2 separate regions of the Sus scrofa genome follow, and region 2 is linked to region 1. Evidence: chromatin contacts called from public Hi-C data. All regions are on one chromosome and are shown on one strand. Each heading gives the region's core, a stretch centred on a gene start, on an enhancer-like site or on the middle of the called end of the contact. The rest is flanking DNA. Distances are from core to core; before and after follow the strand shown.

The links. Hi-C and Micro-C count contacts between places; a contact is called where the count stands out from the background.
Region 2: a contact with region 1 is called in a Hi-C map of skeletal muscle, with 4 times the contacts expected there. The contact joins the promoter of COMMD5 here to the promoter of ZNF34 in region 1. A contact is called at or near these places in 2 of 47 Hi-C or Micro-C datasets (liver and skeletal muscle) and 2 of 2 datasets of contacts at active chromatin or transcription factors (alveolar macrophages and skeletal muscle).

What each region holds. Positions count from the first base shown.
Region 1 is chr4:129,921-137,439 of Sscrofa11.1, forward strand. ZNF34 (zinc finger protein 34) reads right to left here and starts at 5,005. Exons shown (of 5, transcript XM_003125455.6): 1 at 4,915-5,005. RPL8 (60S ribosomal protein L8) reads right to left here. Exons shown (of 6, transcript XM_005655297.3): 5 at 6,604-6,719; 6 at 6,185-6,383. The coding sequence ends at 6,225.
Region 2 is chr4:178,005-185,523 of Sscrofa11.1, forward strand. COMMD5 (COMM domain-containing protein 5) reads right to left here and starts at 2,838. Exons shown (of 2, transcript XM_003125430.5): 1 at 2,741-2,838; 2 at 523-1,434. The coding sequence starts at 1,377. The coding sequence ends at 703. LOC102158405 (a long non-coding RNA gene) reads right to left here. Exons shown (of 3, transcript XR_002343681.1): 1 at 7,394-7,519; 2 at 5,431-5,529; 3 at 4,680-5,240.

The DNA of each region.
Region 1 (7,519 bases), core at 3,755-6,254:
GAGCCACAAAAACTAGAAGAGATGGACAAAATCCTAATTATCTGAGAATGACGAGACCACCTACATAGAAAATTTGAGAGTATCGGAGTTTTCATTGCAGTGAAGCAGAAACAAATCCGGGAGTTCCCATCGTGGCGCAGTGGTTAACAAACCTGACTACCATCCATGAGGACGCAGGTTCGATCCCTGGCCGTGCACAGTGGGTTGAGGAAGACCAATTAACACCACCCCAGCAACCAAAAAATGACATTCACAACAGCTACCGACACCATACAGCATCTAAAAAGGGTCTAACAAAACACGTGTAATTTATGGATAAAATGATCAAACTTTATTGAAAGACACTAAAACCTATGGAGAGAAGTCCCTGTTGTGGCTCAGCATAAACGAATCCGACTAGTATCCATGAGGATGCGGTTTCGATCCCTGGCCTCACACATTGGGTCAGGGAGCCCACGTTGCCATGAACTGTGCTGTAGGTCACAGACCCTGGCTCAGATTCCATGTTGGCTGCGGCTCTGGTGCAGGCCAGCAGCTGTAGCTCCGATTCAGCCCCTGGCCTGGGAACGGCCTGGGACTATGCCACAGGTGCGGCCCTAAAAATTAAAACAAAAAACAAAAAACAAAAAAACCTAGGGAGAAACAAAGTTGATAAACAGAAGGATTCAGTATCACAAAAATGTCAATTCTCCTCAGATAAATCCATTAATTCTATACAATCAAAACTGCGGAGCTCCCAGGTGGCCTAGCAGTTAAGGATCCTGCATTGTCACTGCTGTTGCTCAGGTTCGATCCCTGGCCCAGGAACTTCCACATGCTGCAGGTGCAACCAAAAAAACAGAAACAACAACAACAAAAAAACAGCCACATCATGAAATCTGACCAAAATGACCCTAAATATCACAAGAGTAATGATCCAAGATTAACCAGTGCAATGCCAAAAAGAACTAAGTTAGAAAGATCCCATGTGGTACAGCAGGTTAAAGATCTGGCATTGCCACAGCTGTGGCACAGGTCATAACCATGGCATGGGTTCAACCTCTGGCCTGGGAACTTCCACATGCTGCAGATGCAGCCAAAAAAATGAAAGACTAAAGCAGAGGCATAGCCTGCCAGATATCAAGGGTTAGGGTTGGGGTTAGTAGTAGTAGACAGTAGTAGTAGTAGTAGACATGACTCCAGGACACCCACCTTGGCTACCAAAATTCAAAAATGCTCAAGTCCCTTATATACAATGGCATAGTTCTTGCATATAATGCACACACAGCCTCCCTAATCTCCCATATACTTTAATTTGGGGGTGGGGTGGCACCCACGGCATATGGAAGTTCCCATGCTAGGGAATGAATCAGAGCTGCAGTTGCTGGCCTACACCACAGCCACAGCAACGCCAGATCCAAGCTGTGTCTGCAACCTACACCACAGCTCATGACAACACAGGATCCTTAACCCACTGAACTGGGGCAGGAATCAAACCCACATCCTCATCGATACTGGTTGGGTTCCTTACCGCCGAGCCACAACTGAACTCCTCCCATATTCTTCAAATCACCTCTGGATTACTTATCACATCTAATACAAAGTAAATACAATGTAAAAACTACATAAATAGGAGTTCCCGTAGTGGCACAGTGGTTAACGAATCTGACTAGGAATCATGAGGTTGCAGGTTTGATCCCTGGCCTTGCTCAGTGGGTTAAGGATTCAGGGTGGCCGTGAGCTGTGGTGTAGGCTGCAGACTCAGCTCGGATCCGGTGTTGCTGTGGCTCTGGCGTAGGCCGGCACCTACAGCTCCGATTAGACCCCTAGCCTGGAAACCTCCATATGCTGCAGGAAGCCACCCTAAAAAAGGCAAAAAAAAAAAAAGCTACACAAATAGTTGTAGATACAATGAAAATACTATGTTGCCAAGTGTATCAAATTAAAGTTTTGCTTTTTGGAACCTCTTGGATTTTTCCTCCACTTTATTTTTGGCTATCCTGCAGCATACTGAGTTCCTGGGCCAGGGATCAGAGCCAAGCTGCAGGTGCAACCTATGCTGCAGGAAAGAAGATATGGAACAGATCCATGCATGTATTAATAACATACTTGCGACCTGAACAGCAACACACCATATTCCATAAGTGGAGCTGGCACAACTGATTTTCCACAGGGAAATACAATTTGACCCTGCTTTCTATGGCACAAAAATATGGCCTAGATGTTTCTTAAAAATGCTTATAGCTGCTATAACAAAATAATATGCAGAGTTCCCTGCGGGCTCAGCAAGTTGAGGATCTGGCATTGTCGCTGCTGTGGTACAGGTCTGATCCTTGGCCCAGGAACTCCCACATAGCCAAAAATAAAAAGAGGGGGACAAATATACAGATTTCTCCAAAAAAGACATACAAACAAGAGCTACATGCTCAGGCACTCAACATCACTCATCATCAGGGAAATGCAAATCAAAACCAGAGTGAGATACCAGCCATTGTTAGACATGGCTATTATCAAAAAGCTAAAGAGAATAAACCTTGGTGGGGATGTGGAGAAAAAGGAACCTCTGCGCAGTTTGTGGAAATGTAAATTGCTGCAGCAACTACGGAAAACACTAGGGAGATTCATCAAAATATAAAAAATGGAACTACCATATGATCCAGCAATCTTACTTCTGAGTATATATCCAAAGAAGGAAAATGTGAAGCTCAGCGAGAGTTCTGCAACCCATGTTCACCGCTCCCTCATTCAAAACAGCCAAGATCTGTCAACAACCCAAGTCTCTGCACATGGATGAAGGGTTAAAGAAAATGGGCGGTACACACACAAAGCAGTTATTATTCACTCATTCTAAAAAGAATGAAATCCTGCCACTTTACCAACACAGATGAACCAGGAGGGCCTCATGCTAGGTGAAATAAGCCAGACACAGACAAACACTGCATGGTTCTTTTTATATGTGGAATCTAAAATAGTCCAAATCAGGAGTTCCCACTGAGGTGCAGTGGATTAAGAATCTGACTGCAGTGGCTCAGGTTGCTGCAGAGGCACAGGTTAAAGAATCCAGCATTGGAGTTCCTGTCATGGCTCAGTGGTTAATGAATCCGACTAGGAACCATGAGGCTGCAGGTTTGATCCCTGGCCTTGCTCAGTGGGTTAAGGATCCGGTGATGCCCTGAGCTGTGGTGTAGGATGCAGATGCGGCTTGGATCCCGCGTTGCTGTGGCTCTAGCATAGGCCAGGCGGCTACAGCTCCAATTAGACCCCTAGCCTGGGAACCTCCATATGCCGAGGGAGCGGCCCAAGAAATGGCAAAAAGACAAAAAAAAAAAAAAAAAAAAAAGAATCCAGCATTGCCACAGCTGGGATGTAGGTCACAGCTACAGCTGGTATTCAGTCCCTGACCTGGGAACTTCCATGTGCCTCGGTGCGGCTGCCAAAAAAAACAAATAAAAATATAATAGTCTAAATAAATCATAGAAGCAGAGTAGAGTGGTGGTTGCCAGGGTTTGGGGGTTGGGGAAAATGGAGAGATGTTGGTCAGAATACAAACTTTCAATTATGCAAGATGAATAAATTCTAGAGATCTAAGGTACAGCCTGGGGGCTACGCTTTATGTTGCACTGTATACTTTGAAATTTGCTAAGAGGAAAGACCTTTAGTGAACTCACAACAAAGAAACAAAGAAAATGGTACCTATGTGAGATGATGGAAGGTTAATTAGGTTGAATATGGTAATAATTTCACAATGTTCACGTACATTAAAATCAAGCTGTAAAAAAATAAATAAAATTTGAAAATCAAGTTGTACACCTTAAATACAATTTTATCTCAATAAAACTTAAAAAAGGTGTAAGGATAATGTTCAAAATAGACACTGCCTGAGAAAGCTAGGTAAGATTCTAAGAGTAATTTTATTTTATTTATTTATTTATTTATTTTTGTCTTTTGGTCTCTTGTTGTTGTTGTTGTTGTTGCTATTTCTTGGGCCGCTCCCGCGGCATACGGAGGTTCCCAGGCTAGCGGTTGAATCGGAGCTGTAGCCACCGGCCTACGCCAGAGCCACAGCAACGTGGGATCCGAGCCGCGTCTGCAACCTACACCACAGCTCACGGCAACGCCGGATCGTTAACCCACTGAGCAAGGGCAGGGACCGAACCCGCAACCTCATGGTTCCTAGTCGGATTCGTTAACCACTGCGCCATGACGGGAACTCCTCTAAGAGTAATTTTAACAGTTCCCTTAAAATAAAAAAAATTAAAAAAAGAAGGAATTTACAATCCCAGCGAAACAATCTCTGGTGTTTGCTAATCCATTCTCTGTATTTTATTTCTAAAGTTTTATTGAAAAGATTTTTTTAAAGCTACATATTAAAAGCACCAAACCATGGGGCCAATGAAAAGGTGTCAGATCTTGAATAAAAATCTCTAAGAAGGGAAACAATTTTGGTCACTGGGAGAAATGCCTCAGAGCCACAAGCAGAAGAGGAGCAGATGGAAGGAACTACATCCAGGGGGAAGGGCGGCTAAAGGCGGGGTAGGGGCGGGCCGCGGCGGGGCCGTGCGGGAAGCGTGCAGACTGACGGCGAGCGACACAGGCAGCAGCAGGAATAGATCGGGGTGGAGCGGGTGTGACAGCAGAGTGGGACCCGAGTGCGAGGGAAGGGCCCGGCCCACCGGGCCTGTTACCTTCGGCAGGACGGTCTCAGGAACCTCGGGACGCAGAAGGAGCCCGGGGGGGCCCCCCCGGGAGAGGAGTCAGGCGGGGAGGCCCCGGGACCGGCCTGGACCAGTGATGGAGACCTTCGGCGGGAAACGGGCCCGGCGAGGAAAGACCCCGGCCTGGCGCCGAGTAGCGCGCAGGTCTCGGGGATCCGCGCTCCGCGCCGGGGAAGCCCCGCGGCCGCCGCCGCCCCCGCAGCATCCTCCCCACACTCACCTCAGCGCCGCCCAACCGCGGCCGCCCTAGTGGATCCCGCGGGCTGGTCCAGACCCGCCGGCGAAGCCCCGCCGGAAGTGACGTGGCCTGCTCCGCCCCCTGCCGCTCTGGAAATCGGACGCCACGTCTCGGTGGCCGGCTGCTCAAGGCGTTGCACCCCAAAGATCAGTTCTTTCCTTTACAGTAGGCGGAACATACACCCTCAGAGCCCTGAGATCACCCAGAAAGCGAAGAGGATGCTTACTGGTCAACGTAGTCCATTTTAGAGTTTAACCCACTGTCCCAGCCCCAACCCCTGTAAACAGGGCCCAGGGTCCACTCTATTACCAGAAAAGGATTTGCAGCGTGCCTGAGTGCTCCTGGGACAAACCCTTCCCTTCGGCCAGCCACCTGGAAACGCCTCAAGGCCACTTCACCCAGAAGGGGAACAGTAAAGCAAGCAGATTATAGTCTAAAGAACCATGGCAGGTGCTCTTTTCTGCAGGAAGAAACACTGCCCTCCTCTTACCATGACCAAGGTCCTAGCCTTCCTGGGTCACTAAGTGTGATGAGTTGCCCAGGGGGGGTGAGGTCTCCAGAAAGCAAGACCAGAAATGAGGTTGGGCCATGCGTATAGGAAGCCACCTGGCATCTAGGTAGGCCCTATCACCAAGGGGGGACCCTGCCACACAGCCCTCAGAGCAGCAAGGGTGACCAGTTCTCATGCATGGTGGCTGCCAGACTCCAGGCAGTGCCCTTCCACCCAGTCTGCTTCCAAACCACCCACACTCCAGTGGTCAGTCAGGCACGGTGGCTTAAGGGAAACACTGGGCTGGGGGGGCTCCGTCTGGTTCCCAGGAAGCAAGTGTCCTGGTCCTGAGGATCTCATAGACCTTCACTCCCAGCTTGAGGCCCCTGGGTCTATCAGCTTTGACCAGCCTGTCAGTCTGCGACAAGGTGCTGGTAACAACTGCCAAAAAGGAAGCCCATCTGTTCTGAGCAACTAGCCTGGTCCTTCATGGCAAGCAGGCACCCTGCTCTCCAGCCTGTGGCTTCCAAATAGTACTGCTGTCCACCCAATAGCACCCACACTCATCCAGATTCTCCAAGTGCTCAAAACAAAGGGTTACAGTCCTTGTGAGGAGGCTTCTCTACTCAGCATGCCAAGTGGGGATGGGCTTCCACTGTTCACTGGTGCATCTGCTCCATCTTCCTCCTCCCTCTACCAGGAACACCACGGCTGTCCTCCTAGCAGCATAACCCTCCCTCGGAAACCACAGGAGAGTGCGGCTTGGTTGTGAAAAGGACAAGCTTTATTGAGCCCCCAGCCCCTAGTTCTCTTTCTCCTGCACAGTCTTGGTTCCTCGGAGACGCCCTGTCCGGCGAGCAGCAATGAGACCCACTTTCCGGCCAGCAGGGGCATCTCTGCGGATGGTAGAGGGTTTGCCAATGTGCTGGTGGTTGCCACCTCCAAAGGGATGCTCCACAGGCTGCAGGAAGAGAGAAGTGGTGTTAAAGTGGGAGAGGCCTCAACCTACCTCAGAAGGGCTTGAGGAAAGACAGGATCAACTGGCCTGTGCTCACCGAACACCCAGTGTCTCACACCACAATCCCCCAGCAGAAGGAAAAGGACACTGCAGGAAGGAACCTGCCCAGTCCAACAGCCCCTGTACATGAATACCCCCCCACAACCACTTCTGGGCAACTTACGTTCATGGCCACACCCCGCACGCGTGGCCAGCAATTCCTCTTGGCCTTATACTTGTGATAGGCACGGCCGGCCTTCAGAATGGGCTTGTCAATGCGGCCACCTCCAGCCACCACACCTGTTGAAGACCACGCACCTCAGATTACCACACCCTGCCCAGCACTGGGGGGGACCTTCCATCAGGTGGAGACTTCCCCTGTTGGGTCCTTGCCAGTTCCCCATCCCCCAAGGGGATCACATGCTCCAGGCAGCCTCAAAACCAAGCAGTAAGTTCCCTTGTCTGTCAGCTGTTAAGTTTCTTCAGGCTCCATAGGATAAACCAGGGCCTCCTTCATATCCTCTGGAATGCCTATCTCGACGCAGGTTCGACAGGAATGGCCTCCCCACCCCAAACAGGGCACCTAACCTGGCCTGCCACATCTCAGCCATCACTTTGCTGGTTCTGTGAGCACACCATCAAAGAGGACCGGGCCGAGTTTCCGTTGTGGCACAGTAGTTAAGGATTCCAACTAGGAACCATGAGGTTGCAGGTTCGATCCCTGCCCTTGCTCAGTGGGTTAAGGATCCGGCGTTGCTGTGGCCCTGGCCTAGGCTGGTGGCTACAGCTCCGATTAGACCCCTAGCCTGGGAACCTCCATATGCCGCGGAAGCAGCCCTAGAAAAACAAACAAACAAACAAAAAAAAGGACCCGGCCTGTCACATACATTCGAGGGTATTAGCAAAAAGCACAATAAGCAAACTTGAGCTGAAACCCTATCACAGTACGTGGCTTTAAGAAAACCACATCCCTCAGGAAAGAGTTAACCAGGTAGAGACAGCAGCAGGAGCCCTGCCTTACAGGCCCTTACGATGCCACTCTCATTCTACGGCCTCCAGCCCTTAAACAGGAACCGCTGTACCCACTTCACAAACGGCCC
Region 2 (7,519 bases), core at 1,588-4,087, 46 kb after region 1:
GGAAAGAAATGAAAATATACATTTAAGTCAAATAAGTTTAAAAAAAAAAAAAGTCCCAGTTTTCCCCACCCCTGCCTCCCCCTCCAGAGTGGCTCTACTTCCCGCCTGACTGGCCCTCCTCTCACAAGCTACACCAGCTTTTTCTTCTTTGTAGAACCCATGTCCTCATGGATACTAGTCAGGTTCGTTACCGCTGCACCACCACAGGCACTCCTACCCCACTTCTCTCTCATGATGCGTTTTGAAATAATGGAGTGCCTCCCCTCCCCACTAGAATATTGGCTCCATAAGGGCAGGGGCTTAAGAAGGGGAATGAAATATCCATCCTGAAACACAGAGGTCACAAGAGCAAATGAGCAAGAACTCAGATCGACCTTTGTGTCCTCGCAAAAGCTTTGGCCTGGACCCCAGACACTGATCAGACCACACGTGGCCACACTGGAGCGCTGCCCTTGCTCTGCAACAAGACCGGCTGACAGCTGAGGGGAGGGGTCTGCAGGTTGACACCCACTCAGGAAGACATGGTTTTCATAGTCGCTTTACTTCCAAAAAAAAGAAATGTCCTCCATTTAGAGAATGATGTGGTTTCACCCAACGCTCTCACTGGAGGGCCTCCTGAGGGTGGGGGCCGGGCTTCGTTCTGGAGACAGCGTCTGAGCCAGCTGTCCCCGGGGTGACCAGAAGGGGACTGGCGGGGGAGGGTTAGTCCTGCAGTTTGCGCTCGCATCTCTTCTCCAGGTCGGCCATCTCTTTCAGGAGCAGGGCCACGGCGAACCTCAGCTCCTGGAACTTGGCCGTGGGGACCTCGAAGAGGTGTGCGGATCCATCCGAAAGCTTCAGCTGCATCAGGACGCTCGGCTGCAAGGAGCGGGTCAGGGCGCTGGTGGAGATGGCCACGTCCACCCTCCACCTAAAGTCGACAACGTGGGGCAGCCAGGCTCCTTGCTGCCTGGCCACAGAGTCAAGGAGAGGCCGCTGGCTCCCAAACACCACACTGGCCAAGTCCACAACCAGGTCCTGGGGGATGCAGAGCTCCTGGAGCTGGTTCTTGAAGGCATCAGGCTTCAAGCTGGCCGGGGGCAGCCGGAGGGCCTGCTGGAGCAGGGTGTGTATGCCAGCAATCAGGGCACCCAGTCGCTCCTCAGGCAGGTCTGCACCAGCCCTGAGGCGTTGCACAGCCTCGCGGCAGTCTTCTCCCTGCAGGCTGCTGACCACCAGCTTCAACAATCTTCTGAACGTGCCCCTGTCCAGGTCTCCCAGGAGCCGCAGCATGGATGCCACCTCTGGGGGCAGCTGGGTCCCCAGGAAACTCACCCGGCCACTGTGACTGTCAGCAGGGTGATGCAGGTATGGAGCTGCAGAACCCACAGCAGACATCGCTGCTTCCTGCTCTTTGATCAGCCAGCCCAGAGGAGAGCTCCCAGCTGCAAGTGCCTGGAAAGAGGTGTGGGAGAGAAGCCCAGTGACTCCCATGGCCTTTGGGCCAGCAAATGAGGACCAATATGCTCTCCACCTGCCTAATGCTGACATCAGACGTCGGCAGGAGACAAGCAAGAGAACCGAACCACAGGGGAGCACGCATAAGTTCAAATAAATAACAGATGAAAGAATGAAGGAGAAAAAAGGTCCAGAAAGGAGTTCCTGCTGTGGCTCCACGGGATGGGCGGCGTCTCTTAAGCGCCAGAATGAAGAGTCTATCCTCACCCAGTCCGACACGGTGGGTTAAAGGATCCGGGTTGTTGCAGCTGCGGTCAAACTGATGTGGCTCAGATCTGATCCCTGCCCGGGGAACTCCATACCCAGAGGGCAGCCGAAAAAAGGTGTGTGTGTGTGGGGGGGGGGGGTTTCCAGAGAATACAATGACACAAAAGCCACTGCCGCTACCACAGATGACTCCAGGACCAGTCTACTAACTATTCCACCTGCGAGCCTCACGACTCTGCAAGAGCAGGTTATTGTTCTCAACCTACCAACGAGGAAATCTAGGCTCAAACAAATGCCCGAGTCAAGGACTAGAACCCAGGCTCATCTACTCAGAAGTCCCTGCTGTTTTCACCACAGCATGAGGGGACCAGACGGCGACCCCCAGGGTAGGAGGGGCTGAGGGGCGTGTGACAACAAACTTTAGGTGCAGTCCCTGAAGGAAGAGCTCGTCTCAGTGACCAACTCCAACACGTGCCTATGCACGAGAGCACCGCCCATAATAATCGCCTGGGTGCTGGAGGAGGGCGGTCACAAGCCCATCACAGCCCTTGGTCCTCACAGCGCAGCGGAAAGGGGGCCTGGGGGGCCGGGGGCGGAGCTCGGGGGCACAGGGAACTCTCCACTGGCTTCGCCGCAGCCCACTCCCACCGGAAGGCCAGGCCCCTAATGCTGGCTGTCAACTACCGCCCAGTGCCAGAACGCGAGGGTTCTCCCTGGGGACCCGGCCAGGATCGGGAGAGCATTTTACTGCCCGCCACCTGACGCTCAGGCCCGGCTCCCCGGAGGCCAGCCCGCTACCCTCAGCCGACCCTTGCCCCGCCGCCGGCCTGGAGGAAGGAGCGCGCCTGGGCGGCCACCCAAGCGCGCCCGAGCCGCCGCGCCCCGGCCGCGGTCAGCGCGCTCGGGTCCCGCCCCGACCTGCCGGACAGGCCGATTGCCTCCAGAGCGTCCGGCGGCCAAGGGACCTGCACGAGTCCGCCGCCCCGCGCGGCAGGGCCACCCACTCCCAGTCCCGCCGCCCGCGCCTCCCACACACCTGGCGAGCGGTGCAGAGCAAAGAGCGGCAGGGAGGCCCGGCTTCCGGAAGCGACCCGGAGGCACTTCCGGGCGGCTCTAGACCGGCGGGTGGCCCCGCCCCCGGGACCCGCGGCCGGAAGGGCGGGGCCTAGGCCTCCGGGTTCCTCCTGGGGATCCCGGTGGGCAAGGCGCGCTTCCGCCCTTCTCTGCGTGTCTGGTGGCGGCGGGAGAGGGGAAGAGCACGGCCGTGGCCTGGGGGGGCGGCTGCACGGTGATTGTGAGCGTACCTCGCCTCTCTGCTGTACGCTTTGAATGACTGAATTGAATAGGGTGTGCATTCGTCTCAATAAGGTGGTGGGGTTTGGGGTTTTTTGGTTTTTTTTGCTTTTTTAGGGCGGCACCCTCGGCATATGGAGGTTCCCAGGCTAGCGGTCGAATTGAAGCTATAGCAGACCTACACCACAGCCATAGCAACGCGGAATGTAGCTGTGTCTGTGACCTACATCACAGCTCACGGGCAACGCATATCCTTAACCCATTGAGTGAGGCCAGGGATAGAACAGCCGTCCTCATGGGTACTAGTCGGATTCGTTGGGGCTGCACCACCGGGGAACGCCAGTAAAGAGGTGTTTTAAGAAATCAGTGAGGAGTTCCCACATTGAACTGAATGTTTATTCCTATGTTGAAACCCTAATCCCACTGTAATGGTGTTTGGAGATAAGGCCTTGGAGAGGCACTCAGGTCAGGAGGGGAGCCCTCATGCATGGTCTTAGTGTCCCTTCAGAAGAGACCACAGGAGTCAGTGGGTGAAGGATCTGGCATTGTCATTGCTGTGGCTCCAGTTTGATCCCTGGCCCAGGAATTTCCATATACTTCAACACGAACAAAAAAAAGAGAGAGAAAGAGACAGAGAGCTGACTAGCTCTTTCCACTGTATGAAGACACCATCAGAATTCGGCAGTCTGCAGCCCGGTAGCTATCTTTCACTAGAATCTGACCATGCTGCCTCCTGATATCACACTTCCAGTTTCCAAAATTGTGCGAAGTTAGTTTCTGTTGTTTATTACCCACCCAATCTGTAGTATTTCATTATAGTACCCCAAACAGACTAAGACAAATAACAAGTGTTGGGAAGACATGGACAAAATGAAACCCTTCTACATGGTTGGTGGGAGGGGAGAGTGGTCCAGCTACACTGGAAAAGAGTTTTGCAGTATCTTAAAAGGTTAAAAATGTTCACTATAAAAAAAAAAAAGTTCCCGTCATGGCGCTGTGGTTAACGAATCCGACTAGGAACCATGAGGTTGTGGGTTCGATCCCTGCCCTTGCTCAGTGGGTTGACGATCTGGCGTTGCCGTGAGCTGTGGTATAGGCTGGGGGCTACAGCTCCGATTCAACCCCTAGCCTGGGAACCTCCATATGCCGTGGGAGTGGCCCAAAGAAATGGCAAAAAGACAAAAAAAAAAAAAAAAAAAGTTCACAATAGCCAAGACATGGAAACAACCTAAATGTCCATTGACAGATGAATGGATTAAGAAGATGTGGTATATGTACACAATGGAATACTACTCAGCCATAAAAAAGAACAAAATAATGCCATTTGTAGCAACATGGATGGAACTAGAGACTCATACTGAGTGAGGTAAGTCAGAAAGAGAAAGGCAAATACCATATGATCTCACTTATATCTGGAATCTAATATACGACACAAACAAACCTCTCCACAGGAAAGAAAATCATGGACATGGAGAACAGACTTGGGGTTGCCAAGGGGGAGGAGGAGGGAGTGGGATGGACTGGGAGTCTGGGGTCAATAGACACAAACCGTTGCCTTTGGAATGGATGAGCAATGAGATCCTGCTCTGTAGCATTGGGAACTATGTCTAGTCACTTATGATGGAGCAGGATAATGGGAGAAAAAAGAATGTATACATGTATGTGTAATTGAGTCACCTTGCTGTACAGTAGAAAATTGACAGAACACTGTAAACCAGCTATAATGGGAAAAAAAATTTTTAACTTTTAAAAAACTTGGAAATATTTATATAGCCCAGCAATTCCATCCCTGGTTATATGCACAAGAAAAATGAAGATATGTTCATACAAAATCTTGCATAAAAATCTTAGCAACATTATTCATAATAACCAAAGATATAAAAACACAAATGTACATCAGCTGGCAAATGCATGAGCATATTGTGTTCTATCCCCTCAATGGAACAGCATTCAGCAACAAAGAAGAGTGGAGTACTGGCATGCTAGGACATAGGGGAACTTGCAAAATACTGTGATGAGTGAAAGCTGTCCAGCTGAAGCGGGAAAGAGGCCAAAGCATCAGACAGGCACGGGTATGGAAAAGGCTTGGTGGACGTCCAGACCAAAGTGGCTGGCCCCTCTCATGTTATCTGTTCCAGTGTCCTATGATGAGAACGTGGTGGCTCAGAGGATCTCAGCATCAGGGACTGATGGCCTGGACTGTAGGACCCTGACCCAGGCTGGGTCCGTCAGAACCTCTCTGCCTGTGAGCACAGTGAGGGAAGAGCTCAGCCTTGAACAGGCTCGTTTATGCCAAAGGCTGCCCAGCCCCCCTCAGCAGATAAGCCCCTGGTGTACTCCAGGCTCTGGGTTTAGTCAGACCTCCCACTGCTCCCCAGGACGCTTAGGCCATAATTTCCGTACAGGTTAGCTTTGGCTTTCCTGGAACTTTACCTAAATGAAGATAAATAGTATATGCTCTTCGGGTCCAGCTCCACATAATGTGATTCTTTCATGCTGTTGCCGGCTGTCAGCAATCTCTTCCATTTTGTCCTAGAACAGACAGATGTGGCTTGGATCTGGCATTGCTGTGGCTGTGGCATAGGCTGGCAGCTATAGCTCTGATTCAACCCCTAGCCTGGGAACCTCCATATGCCTTGGTTTCGGCCCTAAAAAGACAAAGACAAAAAATAAAAAAAATAAAAATAAATAGAGCTGCTGTGAACTTTCATGTAGAAGTCTTTTGTGTATGTTTTCATTTCTCTTTGTTAAATGGTTAGGAATGAATTTCCTGGATCAGAACAGGTGTGTGTTTAGTTTTTGTTTTTGCTTTGTTTTCTTTTTTGGCCACCCCATGGCATGTGAATTTTGTTGTTGTTATTATTACAACTCCACTTTACTGAGTTATGATTGACATGTAAAAACTTGCGCATATTTAATGCATACAACTCGATGAGTTTGCAGACAAGTGTACGGCCATGAAACCAACACCACTACCACAAATAAACATGTCCGTCACCTCCCAGCGTTTCCTCCTGCCCCTTTATTATTATTACTTATGTGTGAAGAACACATGTAAGTTTTATCCTCTTAGACAACTTCAAGTGTACAGTGCAGTATTGTTATCTGTACAATGCTGTATATTTCTGGAACTTATTTCTCTTGTATAACTGAAACTGTAACCTCTGACCGTCACCTCCCCATTTCACCCTCTTCCAACCACCAGCATCCCTCCAACTCTCCCCATTTTACTGTTTCTATGAGTTTGGCTAATTAAAAAAAATTTTTTTATATTTTGTCTGTGCACACAGCATAAAAAATTTCTGGGGCCAGGGATCAAACTTGTGCCATACCAGTAACCAGAGCCATAGTAGTGACACCAGACTTAACGCACTGTGTCACCAGGGAACTCCTTTGAGTCCTATTCATCTTCTGTTTCTTAACTGGGTGGGGTTCACTTTGGGACAATTTATGAAACTGTACATTTATAATGTCCGTACGTGTCTTTTTCCTTTTTCGGCTGCACCCTTGGCACACGGAAGTTCTCAGACCAGGGATCAAATCTGAGCTGCAGCTGGGAGCTACACCACAGTTGTGGCAACACTGAATCCTTAACCCACTGCGCCGCAGAGGGGAACTCCTTTTTGCACATTTTTATGTATGCTTATTAACCAATGACCAAAAAGGGTTTGTTTGTTTTGGACCACATCCAAGGCATATGGAAGTTCCTGGGCCAGGGATTGAATCCATACTGCAGCAGCGACCTGGGCCACTGCAGTGACAATGCTGGACACTTAACGCACTGTGCCACAAGGGAACTCCTAAAAGTTATTTTTAAAAAAAGGATAGTAGGTCCATTGTGTCAATTATCTCTGAGAGGTAGAATAAGATGAACACTAAAATATGCGTCAGAGTTCCTATTGCGGCTCAGTGGTAATGAACCTGACTAATATCCATGAGGACATGGGTTCAATTCCTTGCCTTGCTCAGTGGGTCAAGGATCTGGCATTGCTGTGAGCTGTGGTGCTGCAGCTCTGATTTGATCCCTAGCCTGGAAACTTCTGTATGCTGTTGTGTGCCATTAAAAAAAAAAAGAAGGGGAGTTCCCATCGTGGCTCAGTGGTTAACGAATCCAACTAGGAACCATGAGGTTGCAGGTTCGATTACTGGCCTTGCTCAATGGGTTAAGGATCCAGCGTTGCCGTGAGCTGTGGTGTAGGTTGCAGACGCGGCTCGGATCCCGCGTTGCTGTGGCTCTGGCGTAGGCCGGTGGCTACAGCTCCGATTCGACCCCTAGCCTGGGAACCTCCATATGCCGCGGGAGCGGCCCTAGAAATAGCAAAAAGACACACACAAAAAAAGACGAAAATTAATTATAATAACATGATAACTTAAAAAAATAATAAAACGCACGCACTGGTTTTAGCAAAAGGGAGGTCATTAGTGCAGGGAACAGCTCTGTACATTTCCACACTGGCCATGTGGCCAAGGCTGAGTTGCAGCCTGAGCTGAGTCTTGGCAGAATGCCGGAGGCTCCCTGGAA